Regions from separate parts of the Zea mays genome. Here region 2 is linked to region 1. The links are chromatin contacts, called in public Hi-C maps. All regions are on one chromosome and are shown on one strand. The core of a region is the stretch at or near the end of the contact, and the rest is flanking DNA. Distances in the headings are between cores, read along the strand shown.

Region 1 (4,086 bases), core at 1,485-3,984:
TTAAACAAATTAATATTGCGAGGGGCTACTGTTGGGGACCTTCGGCATCCGAAGGTCCTCAAAAACAGGATTTAACAGTATTTCTGGAGTATAATGTGTGAACAGGTATCTTCGGATTCAAGTCCATCACAGTAGACCAGAGTAATACGAAAGTTGATACAGGGCCGAAGGTGTGAGCAGGAAAGCTTCGGCGCGGTAGCAACAAGTGAAACCGACTTAAAGATGAAAAGGCTATTTAAACCTCGACAGATTACTATAGAATTATTATCAAGTGTAAAGGGCATGAATGTAATTTTGTATGGGTTGTGTCCCGTGCCTATAAATAGAAGAACAGTATCCCCGTACTGTTCACGCTGACTTGGCATTCGCTTTTTGCGTCACACTTGTACTGTCATCTCCTTCCGATTGAAGGTACAATTGTAATTCAACGATATTTCTGTTTATGCCTAATAATAATATATAATTGTCCATGCTGTCTTTTATATTCTTCACATTTCATCCTTCGTCATTGTTTAATGAATTTATGAAGGTACGTCATTCATAACCTTCGTCCGTAAACCATTATGCCCTAAGGGAAATAATGCTTCGAAGGACGAAGGACTTTAACGATTAACATTTTCTATGTTGCCTTGTTCTTAACTCATAGCACTTGAGAACAAGTCCCCAACAGTGATCCCGTAAAAATCAAACACTAATAGCCACAAAACTTCGTTATGAGTGTTAGTACGGTTAAGTAGCTTGAAGCGAGTTCTTGTGAACAAAAACAATCACAGAGAGATCAACACAAGACACACGTTTTTTATTCCGTGGTTCGGCCAAGTAACACTTGCCTACTTCCACGTTGTGGTGTCCCAATGGACGAGGGTTGCACTCAACCCCTTTCAAGTGATCCGATGATCAACTTGAATACCACGATATTTTCCTTAGAGTATTTTCCCGTTTGCGAGGAATCTCCACAACTTGGAGTCTCTCGCCCTTATAATTGAGATCACAAAGAAAGCACAGAGTAAGGTTGGGAAGAGCAACACACACAAGACTCAAATACGCAGCACACTCACGCACACAAGTGAAGACTCGAGCTCAAATGACAACACAGGGAGTTCGCGACTCGAATGGAGCTCAAATCTCTAACACAACAAAGCGAATGCGCGGGAGCAGAGTCTGAATGCCTTAGAATACTTAGTGAATGCTTGGGGTACTTCTCCATGCGCCTAGGGGCCCCTTTTATAGCCCCAAGGCAGCTAGGAGCCGTTGGAGGCCAACTTGGAAGGCCAAACTTGCCTTCTGTCGGGTGGTGCACCGGACAGTTACTGTAGCTGTCAGGTGCGCGATCTCCTTCCTTTTCTGGCACATCCTACCGTTGGTCCTCGGGATCGGTTGGCGCACCAGACACTGTCCGGTGCACACCGGACAGTCCGGTGTGCCCTAACTGACCGTTGCTGCGGGCCACGTGTCGCCCGCGGATTGCTGGACCGACCGTTGCGCTGGCGACCGTTGGCTCACCGGACAGTCCGGTGCACCACCGGACAGTCCGGTGAATTATAGCCACGTCGCCTTTTTGCTTTTCCCGAGGGCGACGAGTTCGCCGCTGATGACTCATCGGACAGTCCGGTGCACCACCAGACGGTCCGGTGAATTATAGCCGTACGCCGCCGTCGAGTCCTGAGAGTGGCCTTTTCACGCGGACCAGCCTGGCGCACCGGACACTGTCCGGTGCACCACCGGACAGTCCAGTGTGCCAAGCCGAGCTGGAGTTGGCTGCACAGAGCCAAGTCTTTTTCCAATTCTTTTCTTCCTATTTCTAGCACTTAGACAAAATACATTAGTACTCAAAACAATGACTAAGTCTAGAAACATACCTTGTTATATGATTTGCACTTTTTATTTGTTTGGCACATATGAACTCACTTACTATGTGTTGGACACTTAATCACCAAAACATTATAGAAATGGCCCAAGGGCACATTTCCCTTTCACCTTCTGAGGACTGCAGACGAGGAGGAGATGGCGGACGTGACGACGCGGGCGTGGGATGGACGGGCGGGGATCGCGGTAGTGAGAGACGATTGCGGGAGACAGAGGCGGGGGCGTGCTTCACCAAAAAAGGTGGACGCCCACTCTACCATTATATAGAGTAGTAGAGATATGTATGAAAAATGACATTTTATGATAGTAATAGTAGGTTATAGAGCGATTATTTAGAGAGAACCGTTATGGAAGGAAGAAAGTAGGTGATGAGGTGAGGTATCTGCATAGTGCGATAAAGGGAAAAATTAAAGTTATTTGGTTTAAAGAATCACTCCATCTAAAATTATATGATGTATCTTAAGTCTATTGCTTAAATTTAGTGGAACGATCCTATTCATGGTATTAGTACTAACAAACAATAAAAAAAGAGTGCACCGGGAAAAAAAATTGGTGCAGCCGTCTGCAAATTTGAATGTTTGCAGTCCCTCACAAAAAAGAGGATATACCCTACCTACAGGTGCAACAACACAATTAAAACGTTACCTGATAAACCTGTAGGTGGGGTCTATTCTCCTTTTTGTGAGACAGACTGTAAATATTCTGGTTTACAGCCCGCTGCAGCAAAATTTTTTCCAATAGCAAAGCCTAAGCAAGAACACGGTCCAGCAGAAAACTACTCCACTGGCATCTGGCCCCGATGCCCCGGGCCCTACCCGTCAGTGTACCGAACCATATAATATGGCCGCGCCGCATCACCCCCTCGATCCGAGCCGTCCCTCTCACCCTTCCCTGATCTACCTCCCTAGCCTGCCGCCACCACCGTCGTCTCTGCGCCGCGCAGATCCGCCCTGCTGGTGCGGCACCACTCGAGCATACGTGTACGGACGCGACGAGACGTAGTCCCCGCCCACCTCGCCGAGGACTCGTTCCTGTTTCGTGCGCGCCAGCACTACCGGTGTCCGTGCGTGGCTGGGCCAGGTCGATTCGACCGAATCCGGTGGAGTTCACCGTACCGTGGTGTCAAATCGGTGAGTTCCATAGTGTTACGCGTGGGGGAGGAGCGTTCGGGTCTGTCTGGCCGGAAGTGGCGCTGGGATGGCTCTAGGGTTTGGTTTTGATCTTTTGGCCTGAGGGCATGGCGAATGAGGGCCGGATGAAGGGCGTGCAGGGCGTTGGGGGTGGAACTGGTGACGAGGAAGATGGGAATGAGGAGGTGCGAGAGGAGCTGGAACTCGCGCTATCGCTGGGGTGGCGAAGCTGGCACCTCCCGCCGCGGCAGGAGCCCGCTCCCAGCTCACATAACTGGACGGCGGTTCTGCCGGAGTGGAACCCCGACGCCGCTGGTAGCTCGCATGATGCGAAAACGGCCTTGGGCGGACAATCTATCCCTTCTCTCAGGTTCCGAGACATGTTGGGTGGTATCCTAGACGCCTCCCATGCGGGTGGCAGTGTGGAGGTTGGGTGGGGCAACCTGGACGAAGAGGATGAAGACAGAGACCTGCAGAATAAACGGCTTAGAGTACAACACTTTGGCGAGTAAGTTATGCGAATATTGCTCCTCATTTTTAGTATTTTGCATGCTGTGGAGTTTTGGTTGTTTAATTGTTTCGTTTTTCTAGATCCCATTGATAGTAGTTTTGGTAAAACCTGCCTAGTGAAATTGAAATGAAGCTGCGCTTCATGCACTATGTAGTTGATGTGGAATTGCGATCTAAGGTCTTGTTCTTTTGTGTGTATTTGGAGGATACCTAAGATATATTTTGAACTCAAGCATGAGAATTTATGCAGTGCATTTTTGGATGTACGGGTATGTTGAAATGTTGAGCCCATTCTAACAATGATATCAATGGGCATGTTTGGTTCGCTGCCTCACGCCTAAGTTTAGGCAAGTTTGACCAAGGTAGGCATGTGTTTGGTTTATAGCCACAGTTTAGCCAAGACTATTCTCCCGCTGCATAAACTTGTAAAAGTGTGACAATATTTCCTTAGGCGTGGCAAACTGTGGCACATAATTTAAGTGCCTAACTTTAGTCAAGTGTGGCTTAAAATGTGTGGCAATTTTTAACATGTAAAGTATAGAACCAAACTGTATTGAATTAATTGCAGGATATTTAGGGC
Region 2 (4,070 bases), core at 330-2,829, 360 kb before region 1:
AAGTATGGCACCCTCACTATTCAAAGACTATCAAATGAAAGATGTATATAGTTGTACGGTAAAAGAATCAAACAGCCATTCTTTTTTATGAAAAAATAGTAAAACAAGTTGATTGACTACAAGAAAATTAATGAAAGAATTAAAGTTCACCTGGAGTTATCATTTCTCACTGTCCGTGCATTACCAAAAGCTTCCAACAGTGGATTTGACTGCATTGAAATGTGAGAAGGATAGATGCAGAGTTGAGAAAACATAAAGCCTTCTACAGGGCATGTTAATCATGCACCAAAAGAATTGATGAGAAAACTGAATGTTACCTCTAGAACTTGTTGCTCCACAGAGCGGATATCACCAATTGCACGCCCGCCAACAAAAGTAAGATATCGCATAATGAGTTTGGTGGTCTCTGTTTTTCCAGCACCACTTTCTCCACTGACTAATATGGACTGGCTGCAGTTCTCGCTAACCATTGCTCTTCAAGAAAGAGAAATATACCATGTAAAACTCCATATTCTAATTTCTCGCTAACACACTGCAAGCTGGTTTCCATGTTCCGTACCTGTAAGATGCATCAGCAATGGCAAAAACATGTGGACTCAATTCACCAAACTGCACACCTCTGTACTGTTCCATCATATGCATATCATACATATGAGGGAGCTTTGCAAAAGGATTTACAGCGATCAAGATGCGCCCTGTGTATGTCTGAAGAAAAAACAGAACCGTTGGAATAATGTATGGCACATAGAACAACAACATTAGCAGCATGTTCCCACAAAACACAACATATGGCTAAGCACATATCGACAAAATAATCCCATCTTCCACATATATTGGACCCATACATGATCTTACACGAGGCCACTAGCCCACGATCCTCCTAGAAGGACTTTTTACAGGATACGACTATTGTACAACCAATGGACATTGTGAGATTAAAGAGAGAGTGCAAAAGATGGAGACACTCACGTAGATTTCGTTGAGCCTGTATCGGAGTGCGAGGTTGCAGAGCACCCCAGGCTCGTGGAGGTAGACGAGCTTGGTCATATCGTCGACGCCCCCAAGATCGGCCTCAGTGTCCCGCGGCAGGACCTTCCTACCGTCTACTATAGCCTGCCCACAGGCCACACCACAGCCCAGACACAGAGATAGCCAAACGGACAAACCAACCCAGCAACGAAGTTAGCTGTTCGACGAACACCTAGGCTGCAACGCACGCAGCGGAGCTTGGAAATCGAAACAATGGGCTGTCTGAGTCGTTGCGCTCTCACCTTAACACCGGTGGATAGGACGACAGTGACATAGGACGGCGAGGACGGGGAGGCGGGCGAGGACACGACCTCGGCCTCGGCCCAGGCGAGGTCTGGGTGTTCCACCCACACGGCGGTGCCGGGACGGAAGATCATCGCGGCAGAGGCGGGGGTAGGCGTCGCAGTGGTGGCGCTGCGGCTTGTGGGGGATTCCAGGCGGTTGGAGTACGACTGCCCATACGGAAGGAGAGGTGGTCGGTTTCAGAAAGGGAGGGAGATGGCGGAAGTTGCGCTCTAGCGCCCGCGTGTGGGACGAACCGGCCGTTGGAGGAAACGGCGGGGCAGGAGAGAGAACGTGTGGAAGACGATGGATCCGAGCAATTTTTGGGCAGCAGAGATTATTTATTATTTAGGACTTAAAACGAATGTCATCCGGTTTTAGAAGGCGTACGTGACGATTACATAAATAAATATTATTGGAAAGTGCTCAAATAATAACATAAAAAGATATTAATTTATTACATCATAAAGTTGAAGACATCCGCATAGTCATCAACTTAACGAGTAATCAAAGTGTTAAAGTAAAACGTAGTAAAGATAAGACATTCACAGGAAGCTAATTGGGGGTTGATATTAATCTAGTCTAAAACTTCTCGAAGTTCTAAAACTCTTGTAAGTCCTCCAGGTTGCCTTCGTCTTCTCCGGAGCAATTATTGCAATGTGGATAATCTGGTGTTTTGTATTAAAACAAGGGTGAATACACATCAACGTATCCAGCAAATACTATATTTGGCTGAAGTGAACTAGCTTTACGTGAAGTTAGACTAAAAGCAAATTGCTTTTACTTAGTTAAGTTTTACTCATTATAATAAGTCAAGTTTTATCATAAAACATAGTTGTTATCCCAAGGGACATATCCTCGTAGAGGAAATATCAGAGTGTATCAGCATCATCATCATAAAATCATCATCATGAATGTATCCAGATTATCCTTAATCAAAGAGGATCCCAAGACTGCTCGCAACCGTGAGCACGTCTAATATACCAGTTTCTAACTCTCTGTATATGTCGCACACTTTACCATGACTTGTGATCCCTTTTTGCTTTGGGTTGTATAGACCTTAAACACTCCCAAGGTGAGTCGGCAAGGTTTCACTATGTAGCCTTTACAAAGATTTTCTAGAGGTCATAGTCGCTCGTTAAGTTTCTCTAATTTGATAAACACAATACCTCTCCTCGTAGGGGTGACTAACAAAAAACAAAATGAAAAAACCTCAGCACCCAGCCTCGGCAGAGCAAGCACTGTTCCTAGACCCCATTGATGACACAACGATAAAGCAACTACACTTCTAGTTCCTCTAATTAATTAGCTAAGGGCGTCCCATTTCACCATCATGGATACACTATTTTCCCGGGTGATCTTTCACCGAACTGATCCTTACGCAGAAGTACTCGAAAAATAGCCCGAGCCTTCTTAAGTATCACAAGTTCATCATCATATCCAGAATAAAAGTATCGTATCATAAAAGTAATCTCATCATGTTCATTTATTAAAGTAGAGCATCGGTATAATGTTGATCATAATAGCCCAACCCAAAAAGGTAATCAAGAACAGGGTAAATGTAAAGGTAGTCAGTCCTTAGGTTGATCATGGTACGTGGGAGAATGAATTATGAAATGAATAAGACATAATAGTCAGTCCTCAGGCTGCTCAAGTGCTTCTCCTGTAACTTCTTCGAGAAACATGGACTGCTTATTGTGTACGCAAAGCGATCATACATTCAATACACTTGGAGAATAGCAAAAGAACAGTACACCAAACATACGCAACAAGGCAATACAACATTATATAAATAGAGTTAGTTTGTTGATGACATAAATCATTAGGGTGTGTTATGGTTCTAGAACTAGGACATTTACTATAGTCCTCTTTCCTTAAATCATTTAATTAAGACTATACTTACTTTATTCCAACTAGGGACTAACCATCAATTAAAATACCAAAATAGTATATGAACATACCGCTAACACGTAGACAGAATTACCATGAGAATTATGCAATTTGAATCACCTAATTCGGAGTTTCTATGCAAATGTTATAGGGTTTTCAAGTTTTGGGGACCAAAACGCAAATAACTATAGATTTCAGGGGCTAATATTGGGTTTTCCTATACTCAGGCTACATGCACGCAATTTCAAAGAAAAACGAGGGTCTCGACGAAAAAGCGCATGGGCGCCGACGCGGGTAGGGCACGTGGCAGCTGATTACTTGCCGGATCTGGTCGTATGGCGGGCTACACGGTCGAGGGTGTGGGGATCCCACGGGATATGGGATGGCATGGGGCTGATCCGGTGTGGATGCGTGTCCGTGTGGGCAAGCCCGTGTGGCCCCTCGGTGGCCGGCACGTGGCTAGGCTAGACGCGTGCGGCAGTGCGCCAGCGCTTGATGCGCATGGCTAGGGGCACTAGCAGCGACACGGGCGAGGGGCCCTCAACGGCACGCTCGTGCGGCGTTGGCGCGCGCGGCTGAGAGGACCCACCGGTCAGCTACTTCGGCTGGGCGTGCGGGGATAAAAGAAAGAGAGGGGGCTACCGATGGGGGTGTCCTATAAGAGCTTCGTCTAGCCCTAGCTGCACGACGGCGAGAATTGTGGACATTGCCATCATGCGGGGGAAAGGGATCTCGTCGGCTGTCCGCCGGTGGGACGCAATGAAATGGCTCGGACGCGACCGCGTGGAGCAAAGAGGGATACAACAGAAGGGAAGGGAGGAGGAAAGGGCGAGCAGGTGGTTCTCACCTCGAGCGGAATCCGGTCGGGG

Evidence for each region. Hi-C and Micro-C count contacts between places; a contact is called where the count stands out from the background.
Region 2: a Hi-C map of tassel shows a contact between it and region 1, with 2.7 times the contacts expected there. The contact joins the promoter of LOC103626243 here to the promoter of LOC100384416 in region 1. A contact is called at or near these places in 4 of 25 Hi-C or Micro-C datasets (ear, leaf and tassel).

Annotation. Positions count from the first base shown.
Region 1 is chr5:37,505,591-37,509,676 of Zm-B73-REFERENCE-NAM-5.0, reverse strand. It overlaps LOC100384416, which reads left to right and starts at 2,734. Exons shown (of 18, transcript NM_001362362.1): 1 at 2,734-3,504. The coding sequence starts at 3,104.
Region 2 is chr5:37,867,074-37,871,143 of Zm-B73-REFERENCE-NAM-5.0, reverse strand. It overlaps LOC103626243 (protein OPAQUE1-like), which reads right to left and starts at 1,579. Exons shown (of 38, transcript XM_008646644.2): 1 at 1,272-1,579; 2 at 970-1,113; 3 at 560-705; 4 at 318-474; 5 at 151-209. The coding sequence starts at 1,406. It overlaps LOC109939462 (a long non-coding RNA gene), which reads right to left. Exons shown (of 2, transcript XR_002261917.1): 1 at 4,049-4,070; 2 at 1,746-1,979.